Regions from separate parts of the Mus musculus genome. Here regions 2, 3, 4, 5, 6 and 7 are each linked to region 1. The links are chromatin contacts, called in public ChIA-PET, HiChIP or PLAC-seq and promoter capture Hi-C maps. All regions are on one chromosome and are shown on one strand. The core of a region is the stretch at or near the end of the contact, and the rest is flanking DNA. Distances in the headings are between cores, read along the strand shown. Region 1 holds the start of Otud7b (OTU domain containing 7B). Region 2 holds the start of Ctsk (cathepsin K). Region 3 holds the start of Mllt11 (myeloid/lymphoid or mixed-lineage leukemia; translocated to, 11). Region 4 holds the start of Ctss (cathepsin S). Region 5 holds the start of Arnt (aryl hydrocarbon receptor nuclear translocator). Region 6 holds the start of Prune1 (prune exopolyphosphatase). Region 7 holds the start of Cers2 (ceramide synthase 2).

The links. Promoter capture Hi-C pulls out the DNA fragments that hold promoters and counts their contacts. ChIA-PET counts read pairs in DNA pulled down with a chosen protein or histone mark. HiChIP or PLAC-seq counts read pairs in DNA pulled down with a chosen protein or histone mark. Capture Hi-C pulls out chosen DNA fragments and counts their contacts.
Region 2: a promoter capture Hi-C map of adipose tissue shows a contact between it and region 1, with 2.3 times the contacts expected there. The contact joins the promoter of Ctsk here to the promoter of Otud7b in region 1. A contact is called at or near these places in 1 of 115 datasets of contacts at active chromatin or transcription factors (pancreatic cancer cells) and 2 of 9 other capture datasets (adipose tissue and pancreatic islet).
Region 3: a FOXA1 HiChIP or PLAC-seq map of pancreatic cancer cells shows a contact between it and region 1. The contact joins the promoter of Mllt11 here to the promoter of Otud7b in region 1. A contact is called at or near these places in 1 of 39 promoter capture datasets (pre-B cells) and 2 of 115 datasets of contacts at active chromatin or transcription factors (kidney and pancreatic cancer cells).
Region 4: an RNA polymerase II ChIA-PET map of memory CD8 T cells shows a contact between it and region 1, with 24 read pairs. The contact joins the promoter of Ctss here to the promoter of Otud7b in region 1. A contact is called at or near these places in 4 of 39 promoter capture datasets (cranial neural crest, maxillary cranial neural crest, neutrophils and 1 more) and 2 of 115 datasets of contacts at active chromatin or transcription factors (memory CD8 T cells and pancreatic cancer cells).
Region 5: a contact with region 1 is called in a promoter capture Hi-C map of liver, with 5 times the contacts expected there. The contact joins the promoter of Arnt here to the promoter of Otud7b in region 1. A contact is called at or near these places in 4 of 39 promoter capture datasets (frontonasal cranial neural crest, liver and pre-B cells) and 2 of 115 datasets of contacts at active chromatin or transcription factors (memory CD8 T cells and microglia).
Region 6: a promoter capture Hi-C map of liver shows a contact between it and region 1, with 2.8 times the contacts expected there. The contact joins the promoter of Prune1 here to the promoter of Otud7b in region 1. A contact is called at or near these places in 2 of 39 promoter capture datasets (liver and pre-B cells), 1 of 115 datasets of contacts at active chromatin or transcription factors (pancreatic cancer cells) and 2 of 9 other capture datasets (adipose tissue and liver).
Region 7: a contact with region 1 is called in a promoter capture Hi-C map of liver, with 2.4 times the contacts expected there. The contact joins the promoter of Cers2 here to the promoter of Otud7b in region 1. A contact is called at or near these places in 4 of 39 promoter capture datasets (the SN4741 cell line, liver and pre-B cells), 1 of 484 Hi-C or Micro-C datasets (B cells), 2 of 115 datasets of contacts at active chromatin or transcription factors (memory CD8 T cells and pancreatic cancer cells) and 1 of 9 other capture datasets (adipose tissue).

The regions. Positions count from the first base shown.
Region 1 is chr3:96,103,225-96,105,924 of GRCm38.p6, reverse strand. Otud7b (OTU domain containing 7B) reads right to left here and starts at 1,398. Exons shown (of 12, transcript NM_001025614.1): 1 at 1,106-1,398. Gm30044 (a long non-coding RNA gene) reads left to right here and starts at 1,569. Exons shown (of 2, transcript XR_375856.2): 1 at 1,569-1,737.
Region 2 is chr3:95,497,760-95,500,459 of GRCm38.p6, reverse strand. Ctsk (cathepsin K) reads right to left here and starts at 1,250. Exons shown (of 8, transcript NM_007802.4): 1 at 1,124-1,250.
Region 3 is chr3:95,227,250-95,229,949 of GRCm38.p6, reverse strand. It overlaps Mllt11 (myeloid/lymphoid or mixed-lineage leukemia; translocated to, 11), which reads left to right and starts at 1,273. Exons shown (of 2, transcript NM_019914.4): 1 at 1,273-1,866. It overlaps Cdc42se1 (CDC42 small effector 1), which reads right to left and starts at 1,526. Exons shown (of 5, transcript NM_172395.3): 1 at 1,085-1,526.
Region 4 is chr3:95,525,499-95,528,198 of GRCm38.p6, reverse strand. It overlaps Ctss (cathepsin S), which reads right to left and starts at 1,413. Exons shown (of 8, transcript NM_021281.3): 1 at 1,274-1,413. The coding sequence starts at 1,299.
Region 5 is chr3:95,432,992-95,435,691 of GRCm38.p6, reverse strand. It overlaps Arnt (aryl hydrocarbon receptor nuclear translocator), which reads right to left and starts at 1,302. Exons shown (of 22, transcript NM_001037737.2): 1 at 1,131-1,302. The coding sequence starts at 1,155.
Region 6 is chr3:95,280,686-95,283,385 of GRCm38.p6, reverse strand. It overlaps Prune1 (prune exopolyphosphatase), which reads left to right and starts at 1,310. Exons shown (of 8, transcript NM_173347.2): 1 at 1,310-1,801. The coding sequence starts at 1,763. Mindy1 (MINDY lysine 48 deubiquitinase 1) reads right to left here and starts at 451. Exons shown (of 10, transcript NM_199475.1): 1 at 1-451.
Region 7 is chr3:95,313,909-95,316,608 of GRCm38.p6, reverse strand. It overlaps Cers2 (ceramide synthase 2), which reads right to left and starts at 1,419. Exons shown (of 11, transcript NM_029789.2): 1 at 1,264-1,419. Anxa9 (annexin A9) reads left to right here and starts at 1,429. Exons shown (of 14, transcript NM_001379545.1): 1 at 1,429-1,806. It overlaps LOC115489748, which reads left to right and starts at 813. Exons shown (of 2, transcript XM_030252979.1): 1 at 813-852; 2 at 1,045-1,865. The coding sequence starts at 813. The coding sequence ends at 1,847.

The sequences.
Region 1 (2,700 bases), core at 149-2,648:
CCACCACTTCTCCTTATTTTTCTTATCCACCTGACAGGTTTTGAGACACAAAGGGATCCAGCATCCTAAAAGACCTAAGTATATTGTAGGAAAAGCCAAAGACCCACAAATTACCAGCTTCTAAATAAAACACCCTATGTAGTATTCACAAAAAGATAAAGAAAGCCAAAGTCAAAGCGGGTTAGCGATTGGCTTTGCAGTCATGAAAATTCCCTAAGGGGAAAAAAAAATTTGGGGGAGGGGGAATAACCTCTTAGATCAAATCTCACCAGTTCGCTTCTCTCAACTTCCCCATTTTTACATGTGTCTTGTGCCCAGAAAAGACACCTATGTTAGACTGACACTCTATCACCAGAGAAGAGAGACAGACTCTGAGGGCTGGTCCTTGTGAGCCGACAGGCTAAAAATACGCCGGCCCAGTAAACAAATCCCATTCCATCTCAACAGGAGCCACACCGTTAACCTAGTAATTATGAGAAGAGTGCGATCACACAGCCCCCAGCTTACTCATCATCAGCTTCTAAAGTTTCCATCAGCGCACAGAAACTTTTTTTTTCTGAAGTCCATAAGCCTGCCCTAGAATTTCTACACCTACACTCACCACAGTCTCTCTCTCCTCTCTCCTCTCTCCCCTCTCCCTCTCTCTCTCCTCCCTCCCTACCCCCCTTCCTCCATTACTGGACGCACCTCAGTTTGGCTATCGTTAAGAACAAACTTGGCTTTTCTTTTTTACTTTTATAGTGACTTTAAAAGAACTTTATCCTACTTGGGGGGGGGGGGCTGCATCTAGACCACCCTAAAACTCCGCCATCCGTCTCCCAAAGTCTAGCTGACAAGAGGGGACTATCCAAACTGCCCAGCACAGCTGGGGAAGGGACAGGAACCGCCGGCCAGGGCTGAGAGCGCAGGACGCAGGTGAAAGATTGGCGTGAAGGAGGAAGGTGGGGACCAAGCAGAGAGCGGGTGCTCAGGGGGAGATGGCTTCAGGTGAAGTCTCGTCAGAGAGAGTGAGCAGTGGAGCTCGACGACGCAGAGTTGGGGCGCTGGAGAGGCGGGAGGAGCGGGGAGGAGATGGGGAGGGTGTCAGGGCTGGGGTCTCCGTTACCCTCGCGACTCTCGGGGCAAGGCTCTAGGCCGGGGCGGAGCGCGGGGCCCGGCCGCCTCGCCTCATTCCTCGGCAGTGACCCCGGGGTCCAAGCGGCCCCTCCCCCGACGACGATGGAGGCGGAGGCGGACACTGCGACCGCGGCTGTTGCTCTCCACAGGAGATAGAGCTGGAGCCAAGCCGGGACTGACCGGAGCTGGCCTCTTCCCAATGGCTTTCCGCCGGCTCCTCCACACCGGGTCGCCACTCCGACTCCAGCGGCTGGTTCAGGATCGGTGGCTTTCGGCCGTCCGGCCGGAAACAAGCGCCCGTTTCCGGCCGGAGCGGGTTGGCGGTGACACCCTAGCCGCCCCCGGGCCTCCTCCCGCCCGGCGCGGCCGGCCCCGCCCCGTCCCGCCCCGCCCCTCCCCGCAGCAGCCCCGCCCTCGGGACCGCTTTGGGGCTGTGGCCGGTTTGGCGCTTGCCCGGCGCGTGACCCCGCGCGTTTTTGGCTCGCGTCCCCGAGCCCCCGGGCGGAGGCACTTTTGAGCGGGAGCTGGGAGCTCGGCATGGACTGTTAAGACTTTGGGGTCGCATCAGTTGGCGCCAGCCCTAAGGGAAGAAATGGAGACTGGCGGAGTAGCTTTCGAAAGGTGAGAAGGATAAAAATACTTGAGAAGGTTGAAATTCTAGTTACTCCACGCAATCCTGGACCAACCAGACTGAATTGAACATCGCTTCTTACAAACCAGCCCCACCCAGCTATGCATTCCCCTTGTTCCTTCACTCTTGACGTGAACGTACCCTTTGCTATATTCACTTGCATAACAATACTCCCTTAGTAACATCCCTGCCACAGTCAGTTTTTTAGTTAATGTTGTAAAAACACATTGTCAATGTGTTTTTACAACATTACAGCATAACTCAATGCCTTTACTTATTGAAGCCCTACTGTTGTAAAAGCACTGTATTCTGGAAGACTGGAAATAGAAAACGCAACAAGACATAAATCCCAAGCATCAGCAATCTAACAATTTAGTATTAATAGAATTCACTGAAATATTTTATATAAAGCAAAACAAACATATATGTCACGGAGGTTACAATGAGCTGTGCCTAGGAGCACACAAACAAGCCATCTCAGCCTTTCATGTTTGTAAAGGAATATGGACTGCTTCCAGAAGAACTACTTTATTGAAAACACAAAAATGGGCCCAGCTTATGCTATACTCTAACCAAATGAATCCTAAAATTTAACTCAGATCTCTAGAATCCACACATTCAAGGCAGTGTTTATTATCAAAATTATGTTCACTGGGTTTATGTAAAAGCATAATGCAGTTGGCTCTTCATTTTCCTCAGTATTCGCTGAGAATTTTGGTTTCTAATGGGGAAGGATAGAGCACAGAATTATCCAGACTAGGAACTGACACCTGAAACAGGAAACCCACTGGAAAAATACCCTTAAGTTTAGAGTTGAAAGTTTAGGGCTGAACCTAAGGCCACGTATACATGTCTCAGCCAAGCAAAGTAGCTGGTGCCTTTGGAAGATACCACAACTTACAATGCAACTTAGCAAGCCAGAGCTTAGAAGATCCAGGGAGTACCGATTGCAA
Region 2 (2,700 bases), core at 1-2,500, 610 kb after region 1:
CTTCATTTGACTGTGAGACAGGCACACTTGGCTGTATATGGAAAACAAGGAATTGCAGGTGATTCTCACATAAAACAGACAGAAGTTCAGGAGGTGCCGGATCATCTGACTTAATCATTGTAACTCCCGTATGTTCCACCAACACTGCACACACTTTAGGCAACCGCAGTGCGTAGAAGTAACTGGGAAAGGCTCGGCAGCTCTTATGCCACCCCCACCCCACCCCCGTATCCCAGGTAAGGGTGCACATAAACAGAATAAGCACAGTGAGCGTGGTTACAGAGCCAGAGTTCTAGCTACAGTACACTTCAGGCTTTGTGCATAGTATTCTTCCTTGCCTACACCCAGATCTTGCCAGGAGAGGACAGGACCATTTTGATGGTATTTACGTTCACTGTATCTTCATTTGCCTTGTCCACTTTTTTCTTTCCACCTCCTCTCCTTTAGGCAGGAAACAGCTCTGATCATAACCAGATGTCACGGGTAAGTAGCTGTTCTTTTCTCTTTTCTTTTTTCCAAACAGCGACGTGGCTGCTTTACAGGGTGAAAGCCTCAGACACGAATGGAGGTGGAAGATGGAAGGACAGTATTCCGTAATGACCTAAGTTCACAGCTCACAGCTTTTCAGCATCTGCTCTGGCCCCATTAATTTCTTGTGTTGGCTTAATTGCAAGTTCTTAAGTTTAAAAACCATTTCCCACCAGCAGCACATCATATGACTTGTGCAACACTGACGACATTTCATCTACTCTTTGCAAAGCAACAGACTACCCAGCAGAGCACCAGTAACCGGGGTGTGACAGGCTTGCGGGTGGCTGTGAATTCTTCTTCTTCCCCAGGAGTTGGTTAACTCTTAAGTTAAACAGAACTCAGAAAGAGCCCACGCTTGAGACAGGCTTACAGAATCCTCTTCCTCTGATTATACCAACAGCCACATATTCATTCACATAGAAAATCCTAAAGATTTCCATACACATTTAGCTAGAAAATAAACTAAGGATTATGTTGTTATTCAGGGAACTTAAATTATTTGATCCCCAATTCATTATATCCTTTCTCTTCTTAAAATAAGGTTAATTGGTAGGAACAAGACGCTAAAAGATCCAGAAGTTAAAAATGTTACCTGCTGTTGAGAATCTGTTCGCTAGGCTCTTTTCGGATAGGAAGCGTGGCTACTGTGAGCGGAAGACTAAGGGTGCTAGATTTATTCGGTAAGGATTGCGGAAGTCAACTCCAGCAGTGGCTGGAAAATCTGGATAAGGGAGGGAGTCAGGGATAGGATGAAAAGGAGGAGGGGTTAGGGAGGAAGGACACACATTTGCACAATGTGTGTATACAGTATCATATGCCAGTGTGGATAGCTGCTAAGTGTTTAGTTTCATCTGACTGACTTTGGGGGGCAAAAATAAGATAGCACAATATTCAAATTGAGACTTTGGTGGGAGATTTAAGAACACAGCCCTAGTTGTCTCCATTCTTCCTCAAAATGTCTGACTGGCAATTTCCATCTTTTCAACTCATCTAGTTCTGACCCACCTCCTTACTCTGCACCATTTCCAACGTTGTGTCAGATCCTCTTCTGAGATGATGGGGGTGGAGTGAGGGAGAGGGGAGGAAAGGCTAGAAATGTAAGGCTCTAATTTAAACATTTAAAACCGTTTTGTGACTGTTTGCTATTAACTGCTTCTGGGCATGGAGTAGTTTTTCTAACCCATTATGGCTGTACATCAAGGGAGGAGCTGCCCACAAAGTCCAGGTGAGATGGTTCAAAAGTGGCCAGAAAGTCACGTGTGTGAGACAGTGCAGTAATCCCAGATATTCAGGAAGCTAAAGCAAAGCCATCACTGGCTATGGGCACACCTCTGTCCCCTCAACATACACACTGGATGGCAGGGGTGGATGGTTCTCTGTGAGGTCAATGCCACAACAGTCTACAGAGTGAGTCCAAAGTCAGCCAGAGCCATACAGTGAGACGTCTCTAAGTAAGAACTTACTTTCAAGGTCAACCTACTCTAGGCAATTTAGTGAGATCCTGTCTAAAAATAACAACGGCTGGGGCACCAGCCCAGGAATGGCACCATCCACAGTGAGCTGGGCTCTCTCCCATCAACCACTAAGAAATGCCCTACAGGGCCAGGGAGATGGCTCAGCAGTTAAAAGCACTGCCTATTCTTCCAGAGGTCCTAAGTTCAATTCCCAGCAACCACATGGTGGCTCAAAACCATCTGTAATGGGATCTGATACCCTCTTCTGGTGTGTCTGAAGACAGAGATAGTGTACTCATATACATAAACTTTACAAAAAGATTCTAGTTGCTTAAATGGAGGATAAAAGTAATTTACAAAAAGCTAAAAGAGGGTTGAGGAACATGACTCAGCGGTGGTGGGCTTTCCTAACATTATGAGGCCCAAGGATCAACACCCAACATGACAGTAAGGAAAGACAACTGACCCAATGTAGCACCTAATTATTTACAACACTTGAATCTACATTAATGGATACACGTGGGACTCTACTGCTAGACTCTCGGGTGGTAGAATGTCTGATGAGTACTGCATCTCAATCATTAAAATCCCAAACTAGGTCCAGTTACAAGAGTCTCCAAGCGCTTCCCCAAAATCCAGGCATGTGACAGATCATAAGAGTCTGACTTGGCCAACCACACCCTAAACTCCATTTACTTCCATAAACACATGTGAG
Region 3 (2,700 bases), core at 24-2,523, 880 kb after region 1:
GGGGGGGGGGGAGGAGGAACAAAGCCAGAAAAGGAAGTACTAAGCTTTGGCTGTCACTCCTCTTCAAAGCAGCCAACGAATGGGCTGGGAACAAATAAAGCCTGAGCTGGCTAGCTGGGGAGGGTGGGATGCTGAATCCATGGCCCACTACTTCATCCCCACAGTAAAAAGGAAGCCAGGAGGGATCAGGGACAAAAGCGCAGAAAGCCACATCCTTGACAGGAGGGCCCCTCTCACTTCCACCAGAAACCCAGAACTTGAAATGACAAACCCTAAACCACCGTCATCGTCCCGGTGGGCCTTACACACTTCAGAGCTGTAGAGGGGCGAGCAGGAGAGAGGTGGGGAGGAAGGATGTACACAGGTAGTTCCCCGAGCCTGTGGTAGCCCCAAACCGGTTCTCCCGGTCCCGCTGCCTCCGGCCCCAAGGCCTCCCTCTCCAACCCGCTGTCTGACAAGCCTTCACAAGAAGCAAGAAGCAGCTGGAGAGAAAGAGACTTGAGAATCGTGTGGGCAAATTCTGGCTATAAGCCCGGGGATGCAGCTGGTCCCTGTGTGGAGACCCTCCAAACATAGCGGGCTGCTGAGGGACTCCCAAGAGAGGAATGGGCCCCATTTTCAAACAAGTTACAGATATTTGTCCGAGCACCAACCCTGCCCTAACCCCAGGGAAGGGCTGGGGATACTTAAAAGTTAACAGAAGGAGATCCTAATTTCTTCCCCTCCCCCAATATTCTCCGTCAGACTCCAGCTCCGTCCCCCACCCACTGCGACCCAGGATGGGAACTTCGATGAATTGTACTGGCTCTGTCAATGTTCTCCGTGGCTGCTTCACTCTGGCTTAGACCTTCCGGGGCCCAGCACCACTTCGGATTCTCTAGCACAGCAGATCTCTCAGGTTAGAGGGCCGGCGAGGAGCCCCTGTCGCTTCGCACCTTCCACCCGGCCCCACGCTGCAGTCGCCGCTTCCCTGCCTCTCCGTGGCTTGCGCCGCCCGCGCGTGTACTGTGATCGCGACCTCCCCGCTGCCCTGCCCTCCCCTCCCCGCCGCCCGCGCGCAGCCCGGCTCGCCCGGCGCTCTTACCTGCGGCTCCCCGGCGTCCCCACTGCGGGCGGGGGCTCCGCCACTCCGGGTCCCCTGGCTGCTTCTCGGCACGGCGGGGAGTTGAGGGCGGGCCGGCAGAGGTGGGGCTGGCGGAGGGCGGAAACGCCGGCGACGCGATTACGAAACCCAGGGGCTGAGAGCGGAGCGCAGCGCTCCGCCCAGCTTCGGGGCGCACGGCGTGGCCCGCGGGGACAGCGGCAAGCACCGCGCTCGGGGACAACCGCGGCACCCCAACTGTCTGTGCTAGTCTGTCCACCTGCTGCAGGCGCTGAGAGGACGATGCGCTGGGGCCCTTTCTGAGTCTCCCAAAGTCCCCTTTAGTCCTTACAGTGGGAAAGGAGGGCCATTCTGTTGTTTAACCGGAAGACTTTTTAACCCATACATCTAAGTTAGAGGACAATTAACTGCTCAGCCATGCGCTCCAGTCAGCACGAGGGTACTTGGAGAGGTGGGGGTGCGGTGCGAGCCGACGGAGAGGCTCTACGGTGGATAGCGTGTTCCGGAACCTATCCCTCGAATTAGCCGAGTCAGGCAGAGAGGGGGCGGGGAGTGCTTCCGCCCTTGCTAGGAGGGGCTGCATTGCAGGGGAGACCCAGCGGCAGATTCTGTCACAGACGAGGGAGAAGGCGTGAGGAGACAAAGCCGTCACATCCGCGACAGCTTCCTTCAGCAGCCTCCTCCTCTCCAGTCCAGAGCCGACCCCCGAGCCCCTGAGGCATCCCTTCCGTCTTCGGAACACCCTAGTCATTCATTGCTAACAGGTAACCAAGACGAGGGACCGCTTCTTAAGCTTGAAAGACCCCGTGTGAGACCGAGGTGGGGGGCAGTTTAAGAGGAGAGAAGGGGGCGCTATGAACAATGGGTTACTATTCGTTACCAGATTTTTTATCTGTTAAGATCTCCATCCATGCCTTACCATGGACCTAGGCATTCATTTCTAGCACTTTACCTGTAATCATCTCTCGGCATTTAGCTCTTCATTTCATGTATTCATTTTCCTATAATTTTTGCCCTGTGCATCTAATGGCTTCTGTCTAGTGTCTAGTTATCTATATCTTCCTTTTCAAGCTATAATTTCTGCTACCAGTTATTTGGTGAATCTTTATTCCTACTGTAATTATTGTAGCCTCTACTCCCTTGTATTTCTATCCCCCTCGATTTTCTGTCTCTTGTAGGGAGGTTTGGGGAGTAGGGTACTTTTTTTTTTTTTTAAACATGAGATGCTATTGAGAGTGATTGGAACCTTTAACAATCTCCTCCCTATCTCAGATTTTTGCTCCAAAGAGGCTTTAGGTGGGACAGGTGGGAGCCATTGTGGGATTGCCCGATGGCATGCTGCAATCAGTGTAGCTCACAGGAACTACTTATGACAGCAGATTTGTCTTTGCAGCTCCTCCTAGAAAAAGGGGAGGATTGTGGCTAATAGGAAAATCCTAGAGCAACATGAGAAATACCAGGAAGCCTCCATTTTCATCCACCACCATCCCTCCTTAGACTGCATGGTGGCAGCATGACACAGCAAGGCCCTGTGGATTAGGCCTTGAATGCTCTTGGGGGGATCTGGACAAAGGGTATTTGGGTGTGTCCAGGTAGTT
Region 4 (2,700 bases), core at 164-2,663, 580 kb after region 1:
ATCCCATCACTTGGGAGGCAGAGGCAGGTGGATTTCTGAGTTTGAGGCCAGCCTGGTCTACAGAGTGAGCGCCAGGACAGCCAGGACTGCACAGAGAAACCCTGTCTCGAAAAACCAAAAATAATAAAAAAATTAAATCACCACAACATAGTGTGTGGGTGGGTGGGGTGGGGGGTGTATGGCAACACTACATAGCACCTCATTAATATGTATAGTTACTCTCCTCTCTTAAATTGGTTAAAATTTAATTTCAAAACTAAGCCAGGTACAATGGTGGATACCTATAGTCCCATCTTCAGAAGCCAACGCAGGAGGACTGTCAACAGGGAGTTCCAGGCCTGTCCAGGCAACACAGAGAAGGCTGGGGATGCAGCGCCACGTCTGACACTCGTCTAGTATGGGTGAGACCCTTGGCCTGAGCGTGAACACCAAAGTAATACAAACAACCAAGCAGCTCAACCTTCTCTCTCAAATAACCGTGCTCGCCTTCAGAGAAGCTAAAGGACAACCCAGCTCTTAGATTTGTACACCCTTGGGTTATTTTCCTTTTTCACATTTCTCCCCAACAAATCAAATATCTGTTTCAGAGGAGATACCCCAAACAGGCTTCTCACCAGGTGTGGTGGCCCACGCTTGTGATCCCAGCACTCAGGAGGCAGAGGTGAGGCAGGAGGAGCACTGTAAGTTTGAGGCCAGCCTGGTCTTCATATCGAGTTCTAAGGCCGCCAAATTTAAGAGGTGAGGCCCAGCCTCTAAAAAACACAGCTGATGCCCGCTCCGTTCCTATATTTAACAGAAATTCAGTAGTTGCCTGAAACTGGATTTATTATTATTGTTTTTGTTGTTGTTATTATTATTTTAGTTTTTTGAGATAGTGTTTCTCTGTGTATCCCTGGCTGTAGCTGGCCTCAAACTCAGAGATCTGCCTGCCTCTGCCTTCGGAGTGCTGGGATTAAAGGGGTGAAGCGCCACTCCTCGGCTGAAACTGAATTTTTTAAATGGTGTGAGCCTTCAGCTCATGCTTCACAGGAGCCCAGGTTTAAATCTCACCGCATCCACATACAACACAGTTATCACACAGTTAAGCCAACAAGAATCTCTCAAACAGACTCTCCCTAATCAGAAAAACAAGAGGCGAATGGGCGGCATGATTTTTGTTTTCAGCTTACTTCCTGAAAGCAAAGATTTAAAATCCCAGCGGCCTGACTGATGAAAAGATAGAGCATGTTTAAGGCCATATATGAAGAAAACAAAAGAAGCAGACAGTACATACATGGCAGCGTGGCCAGGAGCCCTCATGGTCATCCTGAAGTGTGGTGCTCACTCCAAAGATGTCCCTGGCAGCAGGAGGCTGCTTGAAATGACTCTAAAAAGAAATCGGAGCTTGTCACATGAAGCATCCACAATGAGGAAGTGAACTTTCATTTCGGTTTCATTTAAAGACTTATGAGAACAGCTGCCTCCGCCCTCTCCTTCTCACCTTGGGACAGTTTGTGTGTAATGAGCTGCCCAGAGGGCTCCATGGTAGAGGCCATCAATAGAATGACCTCAGCAGAGAACAGGACAAAGTTTTCCTCCAACCCTGTGTCATTTTGGTGGTCCATTTTATTCACATCGGTTCTGAGATGGAAACATTTAGTTATAAAGACATTTGGATCAGGCGCCTCAAATCTCAGGTTGCTACATGATTCCCTAGGAAGCCCTGTCTTATCCTTTAACACAAGTCATGTATGACTTATTGTGTCTAATACTCACTCATCAGTTCCTTTGTTTTAGTTCAAAGGATCTTAACACACACACACACACACACACACACACACACAGAGTTATACACATACACTTATACACACAGTTCTATCACATAGTTATCTCTCACAAACATACAATTATACACACATGGTTATCTCACATATTCACACACAGTTATACACATACATTCATCCATACATATGGTTATTATGCACATATTCACAGTTAATCTCACACATAGTTATACATATACAGCACAGTTATCACACAGTTATACCCACATGCACACATATACAGTTACACACACACTTACTCACACCAGGATATACACCCAACTGCCACTGTGGTCTTCTAGGCACAGCTGGGGTAAAATGAACTATTGGTTTTTAAACCTGAATCTTTATTAATCACCAATGAAAATGGGCATCTCTCCCATGTTTTTGACCACTGAGTTTTCTGAGGATTGCATTTTCAATTATTTTGCTCATGTTTCTAGTGTATTTATCGGTTTTCTTGGTGATCTGCAGGGCCTGTTTTTACTGTTCTGGCTAGCAGTCTCTGGTGGTGCCGTACACTCCGCCTGCCTTCTCACAGTTCTCCATTGGTTTTTTTCTTTGTTTGTTTGTTTGTTTTTACTTTGCTTATACTGATTTTTTTTTTTTACTGAAAATTTAAAATGCTGAAATAGAACATCTGGCCAGGTATAGTGCTAGTCTCAGGCCAGCCTGGGTTACATAAAACCTTGTCCTCAAAATACAAAACAAGAAGGCAGTGAGGTGAGGAACTCCTGTTTCAATAATCTCCTGGAACTGCCAACTTGTTTCATTTATGCTCCCATTTCCCAGATTATTTCGAAATAATTCCTAGATCTCATGTGTAATATGTTTCATATGAAAATGTTTCAAGTGTTTATCTATTTTTACAATTATTGTGTGTGTGTCGGGGGGGGGG
Region 5 (2,700 bases), core at 53-2,552, 670 kb after region 1:
AAAGCTTAAAAATATTTTTTTTAAAGTTGATATTGACACATGAATTTGAAGCCAACCTGGGCTACATATAAGTTCTAGGACTCTCTCTCTCTCTCTCTCTCTCTCTCTCTTAAAAAAAAAGGCTGTTTCCAAAAATAATGGGAAAACAATACATTTCCCAGTGTTTCAGCTATTGTGTGTATGTATATACATACGTGTGTGTACCCTGTTACTGTAATATAGTACATTAACAAGATAAAATTTAAAAGTTCAATGTGAAATAGCAGAGACCAATATTACACAACCCTCCCTCCAAACTCTTCGATGATACAGACTTCTGGGAAATGATGGATTTACTTTGTTGGAAAATAACAAGGTAAATTAGCCCAACTAAAATGAAATACTTCCTAAGATGTAACTGAATACAGTAGAAAGGACTGAGAGGGAGACTGCAGTGATCCAAAGTCAACCGGGGGCTGGAATGAGACAAGACTCAAAATAAGATGAACGAGAGACAGAGACAGACAGACAAACAAGCAAGAGGACGTCCACAGACAAATGGCGCGGGACATTTTTCTGAAAGAACAGGAGTTGCTCCACCTCGACCTAACAAGATTTAAACCTGGGTTCTGGACTAAAGACCTGTCCTGAACTATTACCATTACCCAAACCTCTGCCTTCAGCAGCAAGACACTAATAACTACGCTAAAACCCTAAATTTCAAAGTATAGGAGTTACAAGAATCTGAGCAGATTCTCAAAGAACTAAGTTTTCCATTTAAATGTAAACCAAGTGTAGAATCAAGCAAGACTTTGCAAAACGTCAACGTGGCCCCGTCTATAGCCCAGTTTACGCTCGCAGTTACACCAAGTCAGTTTGCCCAGTTACTTACTAGGCATCAGGGGAACATCAGCTGGCAGAGGGTTAAAAGACCACAACACTCCCTAACACCGCAGGCAGAGTGGAGACGCTGGCCAAGCGCCACCACTACTCCAGAAGTTGGGGCACGGAGCCCCCAAACACCCGTCACCCGTTCCCCAGGTCCTCCGGGCAGGGCGCCTCCTCGACACCCCTCCCCCAACACCCGAACGCCACGGCCCTGCTGCTCTGCTCTGGCTCTCCGCACTTGTCAGTCCTTTCTGCCGCCTCACCTGGGTTAGCTGTAGTCGCCGCCATGGTCGAGATGGCACCGTCCCTGCGCCACCCTCGGTGGGAGGGGCAGCCGCCACCGAGCTGGGGGAGGGGAGGGAAGAGCCACTCCGCAGATTAGGCACCTTACCGCCGCCACCGCTACCGCGGAATCCAAGATGGCGGACGCCCACCCCCCTCCCCATCCTGGGCAGAAGACACGCCCCAAACTATGGGCGCGGTCAGTCTCCAGACAGCCTCCCTGGGAGAACTGGCCAATAGAAACAGTAAGTCGCCATAGAGGCCGGGCTAGTGACTCGGCCAGTGAGTCCGGTGACCCGAGGAGTGCTAGGAAGCCTGAGCTAGGAAGCCAACCAGCTGTTTCCCTAATCCGGCCTTCTCGGCGTCAGAGATTCATAACCAAATTGACGTCAGTGAAATGCAAAGAAAACGAGCATTTTACTAAAATGTTTTCTTTCTTAGTGGGCTCATCAGCATATGCTTCCTACAGACGATTTGTTATGCAAACCCTCTTTATAGGTTCTAACACAGGGATCACTAATCCATTCTAGGTTGTTTTTTCTTTATGAACTTTTGTCACTAGTAAAAGTCCGATAACTAATTCTTAAGAGTTGGCTCTGAAGCTGGTAGGAAAAAGCTGGGTGATTACGTGGTACCAAAGATGCCAACATTTGAAATGGAGACAACGAACAAAGAATTTTTATTAAACAAGTATTCCAGAACTCAGAATGCAAAGACCAGTCTGTACTACAAAATGAAACTAGTCCCTTTCTCTGCCCTCCAAAAGTGAGGTGTCCTATGTCACAAGTTTTTTTAAAATGACAAGGTAGTAAACACACAGACGTAATGTCTAATTATAAGAACTGAGCAATTCAGAACAGACAATGTCGACTCAAAACACTGTGAGATAAATTCTATAATTTTACAAATCAAGAACTACAAGCAGGGGCTGGAGAGATGGCTCAGCGGGTAAGAGCACTGACTGCTCTTTCAGAGGTCCTGCGTTCAAATCCCAGCAACCACATGGTGGCCCACAACCACCCCTAATGAGATCTAACGCCCTCGTCTGGTGTGTTTGAAGACAATTACAGTGTACTTATTTAGAATAATAAATAAATCTTTGGGCCAGAGAAAGCAGGAACTGAGTGAGCCGACCAACTGGAGTGGGCGAGGTTGATTGGAGCAAGCAGAGGTCCTAAAGTCAATACCCAATAACCACATGAAGGCTCACAGCCATCTGTACAGCTACAGTGTACTCATATACATAAAATAAATAAATAAATCTTAAAAATATATATTTAAAAAAAAAAAAGAACTACAAACAGATCCAGGCATAGTGATGCATGCCTTTAATCCTAGTACTCAGGAGGCAGAGACTGGCCAATTTCTCTGAGTTCAATGCCAGCCTGGTCTACATAGTGAGTTCTAAGACAGCAGGAGCTATATATAGAAAGACACTATCTCAAAAACAAACAAAAACCAAAGACATGAAACAAAGGCCACCTTGCAAATTAATCCAGTAGTGAGAAGCAAAGTGAATGAAACTAACACCCAAAGTCTATTATATTCATC
Region 6 (2,700 bases), core at 61-2,560, 820 kb after region 1:
AAGGCACAGCGCAGGCGGTCCCGCCTGGCTTCCCAGAGTCTTCAGGATTCCCGAGTCACCGAGCCTCCGGCGTGCGCTCCAGGCCGTGCCTACAAACTGGCTTTCAAAGGAAGTTTGTGGTTTTTCTTTTTCTTCTCTCTGTCCCTCTTTTCCCCCTGTCCGGACAAAGACAAATTAGCCAAGGACGCGGTCCCTAGAGGAGGAGGAGGAGGAGGGGCCTGCTCAGCTACCGAGGATTTCCATCAGGGCTGTCTGAGCCGGTCAGCAGCCCGGTGAGCCGCAGAAAGGAAGAGAGAAAAACAACAGACCCTTTCTCTTCCCTCCGCCTGCCGCTGGAAGGGACGGAGCGCGTGTGCCTCTCTGGTGAGAACCGGGAAAAGCAAGCGGCCTGGCAGAGCCCGGAGGAGCAGGGCGGGACAGCGGCTGTTGATTAGACCTCCCTGGATGCCCGCCGCAGCCCTCTGCTCTGGAGCCAAGAAAGCAGGGCGGAAGGGCGTTGTGTTTGCATATGTACTCGTTCAATAAGAAAGAAAATTCCCACTCCTGGTTTTCTGGAGCCCCTGAGCTCTTTCCCAAGGCTTCCCTTCTTCCCCGTATGCTTTTTTTGAAAGGCTAGGAATGAAACTGGTTCAGCTGTGTACCTGGTCGGGGGCGAGGAAGACGCTCTTCTGCCTCTTCTCACCTCCCCGAGAAGCAGGACGATCTGGGGATAGATTAAAAAATGAGGGAACATGTTATGATGAAGGGACATTTTCCCCCCAAGTAGTCTGCCCTGGGACACGCAAGTGGCAGTTAAGGGATGTTGGAACCCAGCCTTAGGTTCTGAAGGCTCCTCTAAACTCTATTGATGTGACGGCCAAAGGATAAGGCTTCAAGCAACTCGGAAAGCCGAGAGAACTGTTGCAACAGAGACCCAGGAAGCAAAGTCACGGTTGCAACAGCCCATGAATGAGGAGTATTTGCTCAGGCTGTAGAAGAAAGGCTATGAAGAAGGAGGAAGAGTTGGCACGACAGTAGGTTTTAAGAAAACAAGTCAAACATTATGGTAATGTTTTCCTATCGTGAACAAACACATTGATCACGATTTGTCAGTTTGGTAAAGGGGAGAATTTAAAAAAAAGAAAGAAAAAACACCTAACCAGGGAAGCTATTTTAATAAATAATATGTACAGCAATGTTGTAATTTAAAGTCCTAACCAAACCAGGCCTGTGAATCCAGTATTCAGGAAACTGAGGAGAAAGATTACAAATTCCAGACAGGTTGGGCTAGATAGAAAGAATTTGTATTTTAAAAAAAATTGAGAGATTAATTTACATCAATCTCGAACAGATTTTCGGTGTAATATATGGAAAGGTACTATACTTAGTCCTATCTGCAAGTTCAGATGCCATAAAGGCGAGTTATTGTGACACATACACAATTTGCATGTCATAGCCCTCCGAAAACTGCTCACTTGAGGACAAACACGAGCTGCTGGACTACATTTCCCAGGAGGCACCGCGATATACCATACTCCTCCTTGACGTCCCATGAGTCTTTGGGCTCAGAACCCAGCCTCTGCCGCTGGGGGGCGGGGCAACGCCGGACTCCCGGAGTGCCGGATTACGCACTTCCTCCTGGGGTTCGGAGGCCGAACCCTTTAGTGGCGGGTTCGAGTCCCGCCCCCTGACTCTCGGCTCTAGACCCTAGGTCTAGGGCGGGGTACATTCTGCCGGGTTACCTCTCCTGGCTGAGGGGCAACGGCACACCTCGGGCTTTACCATGGAGGACTACCTGCAGGACTGTCGAGCCGCTTTGCAGGTAACGGGTCCCAGTCCGTGACCGAAAGGAATGCAGCGTGGGGTCTGGGAAGGACGAAGGTGTGGGATCTGGGGAGCCCGGACGGTCGGTGTGGAGGGATCACAGAGATGGACGCGGGGGAGCTAGAGGACCAAGCCCTTCGGCCATAGGCGGGAGAGCCCGGAGAAAGGAGTCTCTTGGTTTGCTTGAGTCGGGTCCTTCGGCAGAACCTGTGCGGCGGCCGCCAGCCTCGCCCGGCGAGGTGTGTCTCTCCCTTCTCCCCGCCCCTCTCAGTTTCCCTCCCGCAAGCGGGCTTCAGCCCACTGGGTCCAGGTGAACCTCTGGGAGTGGAGGGCACTGGGTGCACCGCTTTATTGCCTCTGAATGGCGGTTTGCCTTTTTTTTTTTTCCCTCCTAGGTAGAGGCGGTCGTGGTGTTTTACTTTAAATCTTTGTTTTTATGCCAAATATACAGAATAATTCATCAGGCATATATGTTGACCCACAACTTACATTCCTTTGCTTCCAGTGTTCTCCTTTAGTGTTAATGCAGGCGCGTGCGCATACACACACACACACACACACACACACACACACACACACACGTAAAAATACCGCCTCCTTGGTAAGGGATAAACACAAAGTGTGTTTGGAATCTAAACCATAAGCACGGCCCTGAATTCTTTGTAGCTTATTTTTGGTGCTTCCTGAACCAGCTGGACTCGCCCAGCTGTGTTGACAGGCTGTGTGGCATTAGGTCGCTCTTCCCTTTAAAGGCTCCAAGTCACCTGGCCCCCTGCTGTAAGTTTCTCTGCCCCTGAAGAAACAGATAGGCATCTTCCTTTCAAATAACTTAGCTCGGTATGGTAGCCACAGGCCTCTAGTTCCAACTCAGAGGAGGCTGAGACTTCAGTTCAGGCC
Region 7 (2,700 bases), core at 170-2,669, 790 kb after region 1:
GCTAAAGTATGAGCCCAAAAATACAGGGCAGATTCTGGTAAAGCTAAGGGGTGAGGCTGTGACAACCGTGGCCTCAGGCTTCTCTGGGATGTTTCACAAACTTCCCTGCTCCAACCCCAAACACTATATAAGAATATGCCTTCCAGAGACAGGGAGAGGCCAGTAGGTTGAAGTAGCAGCGGCAAATGGGGTAGTGTTGAAAGGAACTGTACAATGTCAGTCTCCCTGTGGCCAGCGACAGAGAGAAACCTAGTCAGAGGCTCCAGTGAGAATAGAGGCACCAGAACTAGTTCACACACACAGCACACCACACCACACCCCTTAGAAATTAGGCACTATGTGGCCAGAAACAAGACCTAAGGAACGGAATATTTGACCTTAGGGGCCCCATCACAAATGCAAGACAGTCACCTTAGCTCTGGGATGGGAAGTGACCCCCTACCCCAGCTCTCACACAAACAGAAGTAATTTCTGGGGGAGGCCTTCCCTAACTCAGTTCTGGGGAAGACCGGCTCACTCCAGACCTCACAGCGCTTAGAACACCCTGACAGCTGAGGCTGGAAACTCGGATAAGTGAGATCTGGTTTGGATGCCAGGAGTGCAGCTTAGGCACAGGAATTCCCAAGCTCAGGCTAAAAAGAAATGCCACCCACCTGCAGGTAGCCAACTAACTTGAGGGCCTCTGGGCCTGTAATTAGCAAGTTACAACCCAGAGCTGGCCAAACACGCCCCATAACGGTATAGGAATGTGAGCCCTTTGGGGCCGGGACAGACACTAAAGAGTGTACTCCTTCCTGTTTCCCGTTAGGCACATGGACACTCTGACCTCCCTCTTGGGATGGGCACAAGGGGGTCAGAAACAGAGGCGGCAGCGGCGGCGGTAGCAGTAGCAGCAACAGCAGCAACAGCAGGGGCCGCCACCGTTCCTCCTCGGCCTCCACACTCAGGCCCCAGGACGCACGCGGGCCCGCAGGGGCTTCTAGCACCGAAGGTCCGCTACTGCTCCACTCCTAACAAAGGGGCGTCTGTACCATGGATCCTGAGCGAGCGCCCGGCCCCAGTCCCCCTACCTGTTGCCCCGCAGGCCTTCTCTGGTCCGAGGCCCCAGCCGGGCCCGGATCGCCCGCTCCAGCAGCGCTCGGCCCGCCCTCCGGCAGGCCGGCCGCCATGAGCCGGTGGAGGCCCCGCTCCCTCCGAGCTGCACCCTGAGCCCCCGCGCCCGTCACTGCCCCGCCACCCTCGCGGACCCGCGCACAGACTTACTCGGCGTCCGGTGCAGAGCTGCTCCGGCCCGGGCGCCGCTACTCCGTTTCCCACTTCTAGCGCCCGGCCGGTGCGCACTGACTGGGCCGGGTCCTCTCCTCCCCCTTCCGCTGCCCGCGGCTCCCTCCCTCCTTCCTCCTTTGCCCGCCGAGCCCCGGCGAGCCCAGGCCGAGCCCAGTAGCGGAGCTGAGTTGGGTGTGGGCCGCGGCCGGGCGGGGCCCGGTGCCCGGAACCCTGCGCTGCGCCTATGGAGCGGAGGAGCCCCGACGGGGCGGGTGGCACGTGCCCCGCAGGGCGCCTGGGTCTCTGAGTGGCGCGGTTGCGGCCCACCCGGACATTGGTCAGGGACCCCCTGGTGCTTGAGCCCAGAGCAGTTCAGAGCTGGCTGCCTCTGCCCAACCCCGCGGCCCTGGTGTGGTCGGCGACCTCAGCCCATGATTTACCCCCGGGTTGAATGCTACAATCCCATCGTCCGGCTTCACTGGGCATCAGAGGAAGGGTGCACGCGGAGAAAACCCTGCACAGATCCCGATGCTCCCTACGGTGAGATCCACAATGCCCCCTCCCCCAGCCCTGCTGTTTAGAGTCCTAACAGAGCTACTCAAACCTTTTGTAAAATGTACTCCAGGCTACACTATGGTTAGCCGTGATCAGTTTCGTATTAGAACCTGTTTTCCCTTAAATAGTCCCATAAAATCTATGCCTCAAGAAGAGAGCAGCAGGTTGGAGACATGGCTCAGCGGTTAAGAACACCGACTGCTGTTCTAGAGATACTGAGTTAAATTCCTAGCAACCACATGGTCACTCACAACTATCTGGGATCCCATGCACTCTTCTGGTGCGTCTGAAGACAGCCACATTGTACTCATATAAATTAATAAATAAGGGGACGGATGGGGGGGAGAGAGAGAGAGAAAGCGCCCAGCAGCCTTAACTCCCATCTCCCATACTCCCATTATGGACAGAACTTGACTAAGTTGTCAAGTGACCCTTAACCGGGAGAGTTAAGCTTAGCTTCTTCCATGTAAAAAATGCTTTAAAAACTATCCCCTGGGAAGTGGTGGCGCACTCCTTTAATCCCAGCACTTGGGAGGAAAAGGCAGGCGGATTTCTGAGTTCAAGGCCAGCCTGGTCTACAGAGTGAGTTCCAGGACAGCCAGGGCTACACAGAGAAACCCTGTCTCGAAAAACCAAAAAAAATACAAAACAAAACAAAACCAAAACCCTGCCTGGTGCAATTTCACATCTCATGCCCAAGCACAGTCCCAGCATTTGGGAGACTATGTTTTTTTTTAAACCTTCATAAAATAGTTTTGTTTTTTCTTTTTAAATTTATGTGTGTGAGTGTTTTGCCTGAATGTATGCATGTGTTCCACGAATGTCTGGTGGCCAACAAGGTCAGTGGAGGATATCAGATTCCCTGGAACTGGAGTTATA